2 separate regions of the Mus musculus genome follow, and region 2 is linked to region 1. A link is a contact called in public HiChIP or PLAC-seq data. All regions are on one chromosome and are shown on one strand. The core of a region is the stretch at or near the end of the contact, and the rest is flanking DNA. Distances in the headings are between cores, read along the strand shown.

The links. HiChIP or PLAC-seq counts read pairs in DNA pulled down with a chosen protein or histone mark.
Region 2: a contact with region 1 is called in an H3K4me3 HiChIP or PLAC-seq map of bone marrow-derived macrophages, with 3 times the contacts expected there. The contact joins the enhancer-like site here to the promoter of Map4k3 in region 1. A contact is called at or near these places in 2 of 39 promoter capture datasets (cranial neural crest and second pharyngeal arch cranial neural crest), 3 of 484 Hi-C or Micro-C datasets (CD4 T cells, nephron progenitors and regulatory T cells) and 10 of 115 datasets of contacts at active chromatin or transcription factors (bone marrow-derived macrophages, craniofacial prominence, embryonic basal ganglia and 5 more).

Annotation. Positions count from the first base shown.
Region 1 is chr17:80,726,297-80,729,702 of GRCm38.p6, forward strand. Map4k3 (mitogen-activated protein kinase kinase kinase kinase 3) reads right to left here and starts at 1,729. Exons shown (of 34, transcript NM_001290345.1): 1 at 1,498-1,729. The coding sequence starts at 1,593. It also overlaps the pseudogene Gm9959.
Region 2 is chr17:81,041,605-81,044,929 of GRCm38.p6, forward strand. It overlaps Thumpd2 (THUMP domain containing 2), which reads right to left. Exons shown (of 10, transcript NM_028138.1): 6 at 2,496-2,583. Among named protein-coding and RNA genes, the nearest start is that of Thumpd2, 22 kb to the right of the region's middle. Within about 2 kb of position 1,692, at least 23 of the 459 cell types and tissues checked have an H3K27ac peak or open chromatin away from gene starts, as enhancers often do. A contact at or near this core is called in regulatory T cells, where this site is marked.

The DNA of each region.
Region 1 (3,406 bases), core at 479-2,978:
CTAGAAGGTCTATAGGAACCAGGGTCCACATCCAGGATCCCTGTGGCTGCTCAGGTTCCGTCTTTCTCAGCTTCACACTGGTGTCTGTGGCCTTCGGATCATGACCCCTCTACGTGGCTTCGTCCCCTCTCACCATTGCCCTGAGCAAGGCCTTATCATCTTCCAGATCTTGGCTAGAAGCTGCCAGACTGGAGGGGGGACAAACCCAGCCCTCTTGTTCTGTGCTAGCAACCTTTGCCAGACCCTTGACGTCCTCTCTACACAGAATACGACTGGAATGAAGTGAAACTCTGCTGTTTAATGCTGTTCTTGTCCAGGAAAAAAAAAAAAAAAGACTTCAAATAAATCTGGGTCCATTCCTGTCTTTAGTTCATCAACACGTGGCTGCTAAGTTATACACTGGAGTTATGCTCCACACACCTTTGTCAACAGAGGAAAGTGTGGTGCTATGTGATCATTCACAAAAGCCAAGCAGATCACTCACAAAAGACCTGAGGTATTGGCTAACTTACCTTATGCGTTCCATTGAGGCAAGAATAAAAAGCCCATTGCTTTAGCGTGGGCAAAAATAAAGTGAAAACTAAACTTTCCAAGTCATACTCTGGGCATCCTCAGGTGTTCTGGAAAACAGGAGCCCAACTTCAGTTACCATGTAAGTAGATAGGCAACTAAATCAAGACTGCTGCCACCTTTGGCACTATCCGCCTCCCTTCTTGGCAGACTCCGCGAGGCCAAGAGTTTTACTGGCCAGGGAAGAACGATTTATCCTCCCACATTTAGAAGCGATCCCTCTGCAACAGAAACGCTGTCCTGCTAAGGAGCTCTGAATTCTAACCTTGTCAAACCAATACTCTTCCTAGATACTCGACTCTCACACACACACAAGAAAGAAAAAGAAAAGGAAAAATATCTGATTCCTATGTGTCACTGACAAAAACAAACCCCATTATCCAATTCTTTTTGGAGGAAAAAAAAAAAACCTCGAAGTTGCTGTCTTGCCTCCAAAAACCCATCTCTTTTTACAAAACATGACTACTTGGAAAATTACAAGGAACTGACAAGCAGATGTTAAGAGGCTAAAGGCTAAAGCACGGGCAGATGTTAAGAGGCTAAAGGCTAAGCTGTCGATGGAGGCTGCCCAGCGTTAGGACAGATCCAGCAGGCCCGGGCGGACAGTAGCTCCCAGCCACCGGGGCCTATGATCCCAGGTCCCGGAGAGGCACGTAGGTTTGTCAAGCGCCAAGCCCCAGCACCGGGGTTCGTCACACAGACCCTGCCCAGGCAACAAGCGCCCAGCCCCGCTCCGCCCTCCCAGGAACGCAGCGGCTCCGGCCGCAGCCCTTCCCGGGACTGCACGCAGGAGAGCCTGGGAGGGTCAGAGACCCGCGCGTCCCGGGCACAGCTCCGGCGAGGACGCCGAGGGCTGAGGTCCCCACGCCTGCCTCTTTGTTCCGTCCCCCGCGGCGCAGGCCCCGGCTCGGCCGCCCCTGCCCTCACCTTGTAGACGTCGCCGTAGGTGCCGCTGCCGATGCGCTGGATCAGCTCGAAGTCCTCCTGCGGGTTCCGGCGGGACAGATCGAAGCCCGGGTTCATGGCGGGCCCCGGGTGCCCCCCACCTCCCTCCCGGCCCGGGGAGGGGGGGCGCTCACGGGGGCCGCACGGAGGGAGCGCCCGCGGCCGGCCCGGCTCCGCCGCCGGTCACAATCGCCCGGCTGCACGCCGCGGCCGCCGCCGACCACGACGAGCCGCCCGGCGTCCCCGCCCCCCGCCGCCGCGCCGAGCCGGGTCACACCCACCAGGAGAGGAGCGCGCCCGCAGCCCCTCGCTCGGGGTGCAGTTCCAACATGGCTTCCGCCCGCCGCTCCGCTCCGCCCGCCCGCACGCCCTCCCTCCGGTTCCCGGCCCCGCTCGCCACTGCGCAGCCGCCATCCCGGAGGCCGCGCGCTCCCGGCGGGCCCTGCGCGCCCCCGGCTCGCGCGCCCGGTCGGGACACGCCGGACGCGCCAGACTCCGGGTAACAAAGTTGGACTCGCTGCTTGTGGTCCCAGCCCCAGCCCCAGCAGGTAGTAGTTGCCACGCACAAGACGGTATTCCCCAACTTTCTAAGAGCAAGTACATCCGAGAGCCCCGACCCTTTCTTCTAGGTTTAGGGGAGGAGGTCCCCATCAGAAAGGTGAGAAAGACCCTCGGGGGACAGTGACACTTGGGCTCTTGGGGTTGGCTTGACAGGGGTGCAGAGAGAACAAGGGGCGGGGAGAAATCCGTGGAGGGAGTGGGCGGGAAGCAGTGCAGAACCAAAGCCGTGATTGACCTCTGTCCAGGGAGAAGGCTGGATTTTTCAAAGCCCGGGGCGGGGACTACGCAAGCTGTCTGACAACCCTGAGACGAGGGTGGTTGCAGAGGGTGTGGCCTGGACAGGGATCTATTCCCACACCTGAAATGTAAACACGTGACCATCCGGAAGCTACGTAGCCGCGACATTACCTGCCCAGAGCTCCACCCAGCATAAGATCCAGATAACCAGCATTACGTCCAGACTGCTAAAAGTTAGCTAAGAAAGGACTTAGGCAGTGGAAGGGTCAATGTTGAGTTCTTAGTAAACTTAACTACTACCCATTTCCAAAAGCTGTAGCGAGGTCCACTCTGGCGCTCTGTTGGATATTTTGCTTTAAAAATGCTTTTCTAATCTCTTTAGGGACCTAAAGACTAATGTGCCTTAATGTCCAATTCCTTCTCAGAAACTTGGTCTCATCAAACCTTAAAACCTTTCTATCATGTTACTTACAGTAAACTTACCTATTGACTAAATTCCCAAATTGTGTGCTCCAAACCATACGTGGAGTCATCCAAGCACTTTAGTTATCCCAAAGCATCAGATTGTGACAGGGTTGCAATTCTGCCCCAGGAGTGCACGTCACAGGATTAATTGAGGATAAACCTTAAGGCTGTGCTATCCTGAGCTCCTCGGGACGAGGCATGGTTTTCCCCGCTTCCTCCCGGTGGAAGGCACTTGCAGGGGCTGAGGAGCAGGCCTGCCTTCTGCCTGTGCTGTGGGCGGAGAACTGTTTGTCTTCTTTAGGCTAAACAGGCAGATAATTCTGGATTCAGATAAGGAAATGGAAGTCTCTCAAAGCAGGACCTGCTCTGCTTGCTTTCTCTGCCCTTTTGTGCTTTAAAAAAAAAAAAAAAAAAAAAAAGCCAAGTTTCCAGGACTGAAAGCCATTCGGCTTGCACCAGAAAGTTCTAATGGTTTCACTGTTTTGTTTGCTGGGATTATCATCTCTGCAGATAACCGAGTGTTTGCATCACTAATAGGCTTCTTTCAAAGGGAAAAGACATTTCAGTGGGGTTGGAACAGGCTTTCAAGTTTTGTTTGTTCCATTTTGGCAAGGCTTAACTACTTCTT
Region 2 (3,325 bases), core at 442-2,941, 320 kb after region 1:
GACTCATCTAGTCTTGACCTGAACCTACTGTAGCCATCAGAGAAGGAAGGAAGATATTCTAAGGAGGGTCTGTCTCTCCTCTCATCATAGAGAAGATGGACCCAAGAAACTTTTCTTTGGATCTTCTGCTGAGAGAAAGCAAAGCCAGAGGAGGAATTTGTCTCGGAAGGATTTCACAGTCTGCCAGACAACTGCCAGACAACTGCTAGACTGAGCAACAGAGACTAGGGCTGGGATGACAGTGGTGGGCAGGATAACACTGTGTCTGCTTGGTTATCTACACTGCCCTTTATTTAACCTAAACATCTTGCCAGGACTGCCGAGATAGACTGGAGATAGGTAGCTCACTGGACATTTTTTGTTAGTTTGCTTTCCAATGCTGTGCCACTGATTAAATCTTCTTTCTTTTCCTTTTTTCTATTCATGATTTTGTTTTTAATTTAAAAATTATTTTATTCCTGTGTATGAGTGTCTTGCCTGCCTGCATGTGTGCCTGTGCACTATGTGAGTGCCTGATGCCAGAAAAGAGGTGCCTGCCTAGAACTGGAGTGACAGGTGGCTGCACTCCATCATGTGGGTGCTGGGTATCAACTGAACCCTGGTCCTCTTGAAGAACAGCTATTGAGTTTAGCCACTGAGCCATGTTGTCAGCCCTGTTTGTCACTGCCCTCCCGAGAACAAGTGGCTGAGCCTGGCCCATCAGAGATGTTGTGACCCCAACGGCTACTCTAACAGTATGGCATACTATTTTTATCTTGCAAACAAGAAAGAGAGGCAGTGTCGTTACATATCTTTCCTAAAAGTCCTTGGCCAGTAAGTGCTGGAGACAAAACTCACCAGGAAGGCAGACGCAGGAACCTCTGGGCCTGCATAGAAACATACTCGTGCGTGCACAACAAAACACCCCGTCTACAGAGATTCTTGCAGCACTCCCGAGCTTTAGACTGAAGACAAAACTCTTAGGAGCCAGCCTTTAGAAAGAACCAAGAGACCCACGGTGTGTGGCAGATTCATTGGTGGCACCCGAAGATAAAGGAGGGAGAGCACTCCATGCCTGAAAGGGTAGAACTCCAAATCAAGACCCTCTGTCGCCATGATGAAGAAAGGAAGAAAGGAGGATCTGAGGATGGGATGGATACAGACAGTGTTCCAGTCAAATACGACAGGAGAGGACATGGCTATAAACTGACTTGAACTAAGTCAATGTCGGCGCCCCGGATAGGGAAGGGAAAGAGAACAAGGTGAGGAACAACACAGGTTAGAGGAATCTTTGCGACTGTACCCAAATGTGCTATGAAAGTATGCTCTACCAGAGAGCCATGAAAGAGCTAACTGAGATTCAAAAACAGCAGGGGGCAACTTTGAGGGAATCTGTGATACACAGTATTTTAGTTCAGTTTAGCAGCTGTGGGCTGGGAGGGGAAGCCAGGACTTTTGCAAAAGCATGGCTGCTGGGAAGGGAAGTGGAAGGACTCCTCATGACCCAGAGGGGCAGCTGGGAAGATAACCGTGGGAATGGATTAGCTAGGAGTGGGTTCAGCAACCTACAGGAATGGCCCCAAGGGAGGAGGATATCAAGGGATTGGCAGGTCCACTGGTCACAGCAGGGGCAGTTCACAGGTCAACAGTAAGAAACACTATAGACAGACAGCAGACAGGAAGTGGAGGAGGAAGACAGGAAGTGAATCTGCCAGGCTTCTTTCTGGTTGTTTTCAATGAAAGAGACAGGGACAGAAAAGATCAACACCAGGTGTGAAGCTGGGTGTGGTGTCAATAAACAGAAAACAGGGAGGCTGACACACAGTCACAAGTTCAAGACCAGCCTTGGCTCCAAAGGCTGCTCAGGACTTCCTAGGAGAGACAAAAGGCAAAATAGCAACAACAACAACAACATCCTTGAACTTGAAATTGGAAAGCACAGTGTGAAATGATCATTAAGACACAAGACATGGTGAAGTCTGAGCTGAGCTGGCAAACCCAGACAGAGAGGAGTTTCACAGCAAATAGAGAACATTTGCATGAAGTGAGATCTCGCTGAAGGAGAAATGCAACTTAGTGCACATACAGCAATGCAGGAAGTTTCAGGATAGCTTCTAGACAGTCACGCAGGTTGCAGAGATCATATAGAACACTCCTCAATAAGAAAACACTACTTCCTATTGTCGGCGTAACTTTCACAGACTGATGAAGACGCTGGACAGAGAGAAAGCTAACATTTTTAAAGATGAAGGTTCTATGGGTCACATTTTGGACTATGACTCATAAGATCAGAAATAATAAAACACAATTCATTTTTTTAGTCAAAATGCTTACAGAGAAGTTCAATGCAGAAAAACAAAAAGCGAGAAATAAAACAAAGGCTATTAAGTCCATTGGCAGCTGCAAAAAATAAAAAATAAAGAGGCGAGAGAGGGGAAAACAGAAACCACCAGACTGTGTAGTTAACACAGGAAGGGCCTCGCTTGCCTCGAGAGGGAAACAGGTATCTTACTAACCTTAATTTCTGCAATGGACGCCATGGCCCACGCTATGGTTGACCGCAGCCCAGCTGTCTGGATGTAAGTTCTGCTGGCCAAGGGCATTCTGCAAGAAAGAGGCAAGGTAGGTATCAAATATTATCATATGCTAAAGCACAGGATGCAAAAAAAAAAAGATTATTTTGTCTCTGAGAAGCACTTTAACATATCAACCTGATATGTTCTCTGAACTAAAGGATATTTTCATCCCATTATTAAATACCTTCTACATTGGGCTGTTTATTTAATCAACTAGTGTGGCATTTAGAATAACAATTATCTTAGACAACTGAAATTTAAGTCACAAAACCAAAAAATCACACATGAAGGAAACCTCTTACTTAGCACTTCCCGTCCTTCTACCCAGAACAGCTGGCATCATCAAGAGGAGCAGGGCTTTGTGATCGGGATGCAGGATGGGGAATTTATAGTGGCTTCTGGAAGCTTGGTTTCTGCTGATTTGCATCTTTCTCAGAGGACAGGAAGAGGCCGAAGCATACAAATGAGTCTCTGCTCTCATTCTTAATTGCAGCACAGGCCCACCCTACACCCACCCCCTTCCTAGCTACCATGCTTCTACATCTGACAGACATTTGTGTGGCTATAGGTCAGCCTTGAGAGATGCTCCTCAGAGGGTGTCTTATTTCTCAAGACCGGTTGGTTGGTTCTCTGGGACCAGACGCTTGCTGACACTGGCCTTGGACTGCAGAACAAGGGCAGTGACCCCGCTGTCTCTGCCTCCCCAATGCTGGGGCTCCAAGTGGAAGCCATCTGAGGTTCTGAGGATGAAGTCAGGTCCTCACTAGGGT